3 separate regions of the Sus scrofa genome follow, and all the other regions are linked to region 2. Evidence: chromatin contacts called from public HiChIP or PLAC-seq data. All regions are on one chromosome and are shown on one strand. Each heading gives the region's core, a stretch centred on a gene start, on an enhancer-like site or on the middle of the called end of the contact. The rest is flanking DNA. Distances are from core to core; before and after follow the strand shown.

Region 1 (2,700 bases), core at 120-2,619, 360 kb after region 2:
AAACCTTGCTTGAGGAAACTGTAACTTATCGAGAGAGAGAACTGAGAAGTCATCTCATGCTTTCTCTCGTTGCTTGTCTGGTAATTCAAATTTAACATTTTATTTAAATCGTTAAAAATTTTGTAAAAGTAAAACAAATAGCAATCCTAGAATCACTATCCATCATTCACTGTGAAATATACAGTTCACTTCACACTTTCTACATCTAGATATATGTACACACAGACTTAAGTAATATGGGATTGTAAATCAACTATAATAAAAAATTAAAAAAATAAAACAACATCAAGAGAGTAATATGGGAGTTCTCGCTGTGATGCAGCAAGTTAAGGATCTGATGTGGTCTCTGCAGTGGCTCAGGTCATTGTAGAGGTGCTGGGTTTGACCCCTGGCCTGGGAACTTCCATATGCTGTGGGCACAGCCAAAAAAAGTAATATGAATTATTTAATACTGCAAAATGTTTCTCAGCTGTCATGCATAATGGTGCTGAATAGTATGTTAATTAGCGAATGTCACTGGATCCTCCAACTGGAATTCAAAATGAAATAAAAAAAATGGACATCCGATGCTCTGAGAATTTAATACATAAGTATCTATTTCACACAGGCTCTCAGAACGATTTGTCAAACTAATTAATTTGTATTTTCTCTTAGCGAAGTGCTTCTGCTGTTCACATTCTTTCCATAGCAAAGTCTGTCTGACATAAGAGCACAACCCACACACCTACACAGCATTCAGGAACAGTCACCTTTTATTTAGAGGAGAAAGGAGGACAAGAGCAAGAGATGTAGAGAAGCATCTCCCTGGGGCTCAAATGAAGTTAGAGGCACAAAAGGGACATATTTAAAGTTACAGATGGTACTATGCCAGTGCTGAGTGCGGCGACTTGATAAGGATACCCATATGGTCTTTCATGAACTTATTTTCTCTATCTCTCTGATAGGTGGGGCTCTCTTAACTAGTGGGGCCCATGCGCCCAGTTCTAAGGCTGGTACTGGCTTTTATCATTCAGTGTCCACATGCTTAGATGGTCCTCCTGTTTCCCAGTTGGGTACCTGTTCCCACAGCTGTTCCATCATTCTGCCACCAGTTCCAGTTTTCTGTAGGAGTTAATACCATGAGGGAGGGGAGCTAGCACTCTAGCTCCTTTTCTTTTTTTTTAATATTTAAAATTTTTTTATTTTGAAATAATTTTGATTTACAAAAATTTGCAAAGATGGTACAGGCTTGGGTATACTCTTCCCCAAGCTTCCCTGAATGGTAATATCTTCCATAATCCAGCGGCATTTACCAAAACCAAGAAATTGCCGTGAGTGCAACACTGTGAAAACATCACCGCAGACTTTATTTGGATTTCAACAGTTTTTTCGCCAGTTCCCTTTCTCTGTTTCAGGATATTACACTGCATTCAGTAATCATGCTCCCTTGGTCTCCAAGCTGTGACAGTTTTTTCTTTGTCTTCCATGGTCTTGGCGGTTTTGAAGAGTCCTGGTCAGGTAGTTTATAGGCTGTCCTTCAATTTGAGTTTGCCTAATGTTTGGGTTTGCCATGATTACATCAGGAATATGGAGGAAGAAAGTCACAGGGATGAACTGCCTTTTTCATTGTATCCTATCAGGAGTCCATGACAGCAACACGACTTATGACTGGTGACCTTAACCCTGAGTGCTCACTTGGCTAAAGTGGTGTCTCTGGTTTCTCTAGTTACTTGTATCTTTCTTTCCATACCCTGTTTTTTGGAAGAAAGTCACCAAGCCCAGCCAGCACTCCTCTAGGGGTGGGGAATGTATTTTAAAACTGCATTCATGGAGTTCCCATTGTGGCTCAGAGGTAACAAACCTGATTAATATCCATGACGACGCGGGTTGGATCCCTGGCCCTGCTCAGTGGGTTAAGGATCCACTGTGAGCTGTGAGCTGTGGTGTTGGTGGCAGATGCAGCTCGGATCCACATTATTGTGGCTGTGGGTGTGGTGCAGGCCAGCAGCTACAGCTCTGATTCAACCCCTAGCCTGGGAACTTCCATATGCTGGGGGTAGGCCCTTAAAAAGACCAAAAGAACCCCCAAAACATATCTGTATTCTATCATTGCTTATTTAATATCCCTTCTTACTACTCCCCACCTCCCACTTCTGGAAGTCCACTTAGCTCCTGAGCCTTTGGAAGAGTCTGTGATACACATCAACTTAGTTCTTGGCTTTTCCCACTATATTCGAAGTCACTTTTTCTGCATTCCAGTGTCCACAGTTTTATTGCTGTTGTCTCCTTTTCTCTTCTTTCTGGATTTATGAGTTTATGGGTTTTAAAAATATACCTTTACTGTGGTTTTAGTGGAATTTCAGAGGAAGTGAAATTGAATTATTATGTTGAACTTGCCATCTTTATCTGGAAGCCTTGGGGAAAACATTTCTTAATTATTAAAACTGACATTTAATCTGCATTATTTGCCATTTCTTTTTTTGTCATAATTCTACCATTGATATAATCTGTGGAATCATTGAATGCCTTTGTTTTTGGTACTATTGCTATGTTTCATAAAACATTGTGATCAGTCAAAAAACGCAATTCACAGCTAGAGAAATTAGGCTTCTAGTATTGGTTGATGTTATTGGCAGTGGTTATCAAAGGTAAATTAGAGTTAACTGCTGTAAGTGAGGTTTACACAGAGTCTAGAATCTTCCTTTTACATGCCCAGTTATT
Region 2 (2,700 bases), core at 88-2,587:
TTTTACAGTAATTTCAAAGTCATTAAAATCTTTATAACCAATGAAATTATTTTCTGGTTCTATTGAGACAGAAAAATGTGGCAACACTGAAAAAAAAAAAAAGGCAACATTACCATTTAAATTAGAGTAGCCTTTAAAGCTTAGCAACCAACTGTACTTTCTGGTATAGTTGGATAAGCTGTGACATTAACACAAAATCCACTCTGTCATCATTATCATCATCAACAGCAATATTTTGGGAAGCCTCCCACTCTACCAATCAGAGGTCAATCCATCCTCTACGTACTAGAAGTACTTCGTACTTTGATTTCAGCACTTATTATAGTCAGTTGATTATCTCCTCCACAAGAGGATGGGCTCCTTGAAATAAAAAAGACTATTTTATATGCTCCCCCCGCATCCTTCTCATAAGTTATAAAAATAATATATGCTCAACAGATGTTTATTAAATTAAAAATGGAAAAAGAAAATTCTTGCTTATTTACATTTTCTTTTTTGTCTAGTAGACAAAAATCCATCCAGTCTCCAAATTCCTACATAAAACTCTCACTTTAGCCAAGAAGAGAGAGCTTACAATTAGCTACAAAAAAAAATTTTTGTGCAAAGTTAAACATTAGGGCAGAAAGGAAGGAATTCTTTTTTTTTTTTTTTCCATCTCTTTGGTATCTTTATTGCCCAAGAGAAAACAATTTCCCTTGTCAAAATTGCACTGTCTTCTCTTTATACTAAATCAGATTTTGTACTAAGGCTTACAGATTCTAGTTCTATTAAGCTGCACAACAGTTAGTAGAAAATTGGATGATTATATGACCTTGATATTGTAGACAAAGATTTGCATACGAGAATAAGTGATATAGTTGGTTTGAGATACAGCTTATATGTTTTCTAGATAGGGAAAAACAGAAGTAAAAGAGCAATGCAATTTGTTGCTCTGGGCTGTGTTCCTATGTTATTAAAGATCAAGGCAGATATGAAAAAGAGGAAAATATTTCATTCTTTCATCCAGTATACTTGCCATGTAGTCTGTATATTCCTACCAACAGGAATATACCAGTAAACGAGACAAACACAAACCCTGCCCTTAGTGAGCTCATAGTCTAGCAGGGAAAACAAGCATAAGCAAATAATTACACACATAAACACCTAAACAACAGATATGAAAACTGATGTAAATATTATAGGGAATCCTTCCTGGGAAAGAGAATTCAGGGAAAATATCACTGAATAAATGCATTTTCAGCTGTGACTTGAAAGGTGAGTAGGAATGGGCTAGACAAGAGGAAGGGGAAACATCATAGTAGTAGGCAGATGGAACATCATATGCAAAGTCACCATTACTGGAGGAGTATAAATGAGGCTGAAGAGGAGGAAGGAATGAGGAAGTACTGGGGATTTTTCAATAGTGAAACACCATGACATTTCAAAACATTTCAAAACTGTTTTGACTAATACCAAGTGAGAATAGTTTGGAAGCAGAGATAACAATTAGGGGTTTTTTGCAGCAGTCCAGGATGGAGTCTGGTGTTGAAATTGATGGTAGCTGCAGATAATAAGAGGCAAATGGATTTTAGATATATATAGAAGCAGCACAAACACTTGGGGGAAGGGGGATCCTTTAGGATTATATGTTATTTAGAGCCTATAACCTTTAAAATCGAGTTTCATTGTAACAAATTTACTTTGCCACTATTTATTTGTTAATTGTTAAAATTTGTGTATTTATTTGCCATATTATTATGTATCTCCTGGGGAATTAAAAAAATGAGGTCAAGCAAAAGAAAGTTAAATGTGATACCAGAGCACACAAATACTCCAGTAAACAACTACAAGAAACAGAAAGATTAAACTATTTATAGGTTAATTATTAGTCCATTATGATTGACTTAAAAATAAGAATATCTTACTGTTTTTGTGATCCAGAAAAAAAATAGCACTGGACTAGGAGCAAGGAAATCCAAATGTTCTTGTTGTCAATAATTGGTTGTAATGAATTGAGTAAATCATCTGTTAATCTTACTGGGTTCCACTCACCTGAACTGATTATTTAAGTTTCTCCTAAAATCATAATTCTGCAAAGGACATTAAATCCTCTGGGGACGAGGTTTCTTGGGGTTCTATGAGGAAGACAAGTCCAGAGAAGTTGCTCTGCTTGTCAAAATTAAGAAAGGCAGCTAAATCTAGAGCCTATGCATTAGGACAGCCTGCACTCCTCCCTCCCCTTCTACCAGCACTTCTATCCATGCCAGCAAATTGCCTCATCTTCATCTAGGAGTGATTTTGCATTAACTGCAATCATGAAATGAATTATTGTAAAAACATTAACTCTTTATAGGTAAACTTTTAATTATGAGAAATTACCATATTCTTTAATTTCAAAATATGCAGTTCCAGTTGTTGAGAAGTCTTCTCTATACTTAGCTTGAATTGTCCAAACACCATATCTATGGAAACAAAATATTGAAAGTTACAGAAGTTATCAAATATTTTAATTCAGGAGTTCCCATCGTGGCTCAGCAGAAACTAATCTGACTAGCATCCATGAGGATGCAGGTTCGATCCCTGGCCTCACTCAGTGGGTTAAGGATCCGGCATTGCCATGGCTGTGGTGCAGGTCGAAGATGCAGCTCATATCTGTGGCTGTAGTGCAGGCGGGAAGCTACAGCTCCAGTTCAACCCCTAGTCTGGAAACCTCCATATGCC
Region 3 (2,700 bases), core at 116-2,615, 290 kb after region 2:
TAGATCAGTAAGATTAGAGGAGTTAATCAGGAAATGCCTGTCCACATTCACTAGAAATCAAGTATTTTTTTAATTTATAAATTCACAGAAAAGAATTTGTTGGAACTGAGATTTATGACATTGAACAATCTTTTTCCTTTTTTAAAAGAAAGTTTCTATATTTTTTTTTTTCTTTTTGCTCTTAGGACTGATTGTGCAGCATATGGAAGTTCACAGGCTAGGGGTCAAATCAGAGCTACAGCTGCCAGCCTATACCACAGCCACAGCAACGTGGGATCCGAGCTGCATCTGTGACCTACGACACAGCTGATGGCAATACCAGACCTTTAACCCACTGAGCAAGACCAGGGATCAAACCCACATCCTCATGGATGCTAGTCAGGTTCATTATGGCTGAGCCACAACAGGAGCTCCCTCTATTTTTCAATAAAGAATAAATGCTTGTGAAGTTCCCATCGTGGCTCAGCAGAAATTAATCTGACTAGTATCCGTGAGGACGCAGATTCGATCCCTGGCCTCACTCAGTGGGTTAAGGATCTGGCGTTGCTGTGAGCTGTAGTATAGGTCGTAGACTTGGCTGGGATCCCGCATTGCTGTGTCTGTGGTGTGGGCCGGCAGCTGTAGCTCCGATTAGACCCCTAGCCTGGGAACTGCCATATGCTGTGGGTATGGCCCTAAAAAGAACACAACCCCCCCAAAACAAAAAACAAAACAAAACAAAACCAAACAAAAATCCCCAAGAATAAATGTACACTTGAACAAGTAAAATATTCTAGAGATGTATAAAAAAAGTTTTAAAGATTTTTCTCTTCCCTCTTTCCCCCGTTTCCTCCTCTCTGAGGAATCCATGGAAATGGTCTGTGTGTCTGTCTAGTATCTTTTGGAAAAACTTTTCAGATCCACTGTCTCTTTATCTCTAGTTGAATGAGGTCCCAGGCTCAGTGCTGCCCACAGACTCTCAGGAGTTCCTGGGCTAGCAGACTTGTGGGAGGCTGGTCCCTGGAAGGGCAAACTTCAGGGTAAATATTCCCCCAGTTCGCTAGGACCCTGGGCATGGGGTCTGACCTCAGTTTCCTTGCCTGAGAAGTGGGGTAAAGGGAGTCACTAACTCAGGGTCTTGTGGGGACCACATTGCATATCCACAAAGCAGGTGCCACAAAGCATGGGGCTTAGTACGAGGAAGCCTCTGCAGTCATTACCAAGTGAGTACAGGGTATTGCATCTTCCCCAGCTGCCCTTCCTTACTGCTCCCCAGCAGGAGGGCCCCTGAAGGCAGGTGGAAAGAAAGGCTCTGTGAATACCTTGGCCACCCTGCTGAGCCCAAGGGGATGCTCTTGAAAGCCTCATGCTGGTACCTAGAAAGGACACCAGGGGGCGCTCAGCTCACAACAGGAGGGAAAACCACACCACCACATTTTTTACTTGATCGAGCTTGCTCTGAACAGTGGATTGATTATTCCTGCCTCCCTTCCTGGGTGACCCTAGTAATGTTCACTCTAAGAACACCTGATGTTGGGGGGGGAAAGTGGGCCTTACAGACTTAGTCACACCTGAGTTTGAATTCTAACTCCACCATTTACTAGCTTTGAGATCTTGGGCCAGTCTCTTCACTTCTGGGATCTGCTTTCCTCATCCTCATAAGATGGGGATAATGACACCCCCCTCAGAGATGACACATGCAAAATGCCAGCCCAGCAGGCATTATCATTTCACAATCACTTCTGTATGGCTCACTGTTGTGTGTAGCCCTAAGGGGAACCCGGTTATCCTCTCTCCCTTTGTCCCTGCCCTCGTGGGCTCAGTGCAGCCAGTCAGACTTGGCTTCACTCTGCAAAGTGAGACAGCAGCCAGAGGCCTGGAGGAGATGGCCACATTTCTGGCTTTAGTGGCCAGGGAGACGCGTCTGGTCTTAGCTGCCAGGGTGGCGTGTGCCAGATCGTGAACAAGAGGCAAGGTTTTACTCCTTAGCTTTGCCACACGCTTGCTGAGTGCCGTTGAGTAGGTCACTTCACATCTCTGGGCTTCATTTTACTCATGAGTAAAATGAGGAGCTCTGTAAGGACCTTCTCAGCTCTGATTTGATGTCCCTGAGGCCTGGGGCCTGGGATCCCTGAGCACTGGGGCTGGGGACTGCTCATGAGGAAGCCCAGCCCACTTTACTTGGCCTTTTGCTGAACCAAGGACAGTTTTGACCCCTGAAAGGAAGCCTTCCTGAGATTCCCTGGGACTTGGTGCCCACTACAGGGGGTGGCACTGCAGAAGCTTATGTCACCATTGCAGAAGGGAGAGGCGTGAGGCTCAGAGAGGGAAAGAGACTTACCCAAAGTCACCCAGCACTGTAGTGCCAGGACAGGGACTTGAACCTGAGGTTGGTGCTCTGTCGCTTACCTGCAGCTGCCTCTGAAGGCACAGCTGAGTGGGACTTGCTGCAGCACTGTCGAGGAGGGCAGAGGATGGTTTCGGCTGGAGCAGTCCTCCTAGAGAGCCTTGAAGGATGGGAAAGCATTGGACGAGGGCTTCTCAAAGTGGGTTTTGCAGAACACTGCAAGCAGATTGCAGGCAAGATGTGAAGGAGAAAAGCAGTTCTGGATTCAGTAAAGTAGGGAAGTTCTATGTAAAGAAAAGGCAGCTTCAATCACCAAAGGGCTTCCCAGAGCTTTTATCGTGTGGATGTGCTTTGCGTGTGGTCAGGGGGCAAGG

What was found. HiChIP or PLAC-seq counts read pairs in DNA pulled down with a chosen protein or histone mark.
Region 1: a contact with region 2 is called in an H3K27ac HiChIP or PLAC-seq map of alveolar macrophages. The contact joins two enhancer-like sites. A contact is called at or near these places in 1 of 47 Hi-C or Micro-C datasets (embryonic fibroblasts) and 1 of 2 datasets of contacts at active chromatin or transcription factors (alveolar macrophages).
Region 3: an H3K27ac HiChIP or PLAC-seq map of alveolar macrophages shows a contact between it and region 2. The contact joins two enhancer-like sites. A contact is called at or near these places in 1 of 47 Hi-C or Micro-C datasets (embryonic fibroblasts) and 1 of 2 datasets of contacts at active chromatin or transcription factors (alveolar macrophages).

What each region holds. Positions count from the first base shown.
Region 1 is chr1:261,425,547-261,428,246 of Sscrofa11.1, forward strand. It overlaps the pseudogene LOC110259667. Among named protein-coding and RNA genes, the nearest start is that of STOM, 19 kb to the left of the region's middle. Within about 2 kb of position 1,370, at least 4 of the 83 cell types and tissues checked have an H3K27ac peak or open chromatin away from gene starts, as enhancers often do. A contact at or near this core is called in alveolar macrophages, where this site is marked.
Region 2 is chr1:261,065,389-261,068,088 of Sscrofa11.1, forward strand. C5 (complement C5) reads right to left here. Exons shown (of 41, transcript NM_001001646.1): 6 at 2,359-2,441; 7 at 1-86. Among named protein-coding and RNA genes, the nearest start is that of C5, 22 kb to the right of the region's middle. Within about 2 kb of position 1,338, at least 1 of the 83 cell types and tissues checked has an H3K27ac peak or open chromatin away from gene starts, as enhancers often do. A contact at or near this core is called in alveolar macrophages, where this site is marked.
Region 3 is chr1:261,350,881-261,353,580 of Sscrofa11.1, forward strand. All of the region lies in intron 4 of GSN (a long non-coding RNA gene), which reads left to right. Among named protein-coding and RNA genes, the nearest start is that of STOM, 55 kb to the right of the region's middle. Within about 2 kb of position 1,366, at least 3 of the 83 cell types and tissues checked have an H3K27ac peak or open chromatin away from gene starts, as enhancers often do. A contact at or near this core is called in alveolar macrophages, where this site is marked.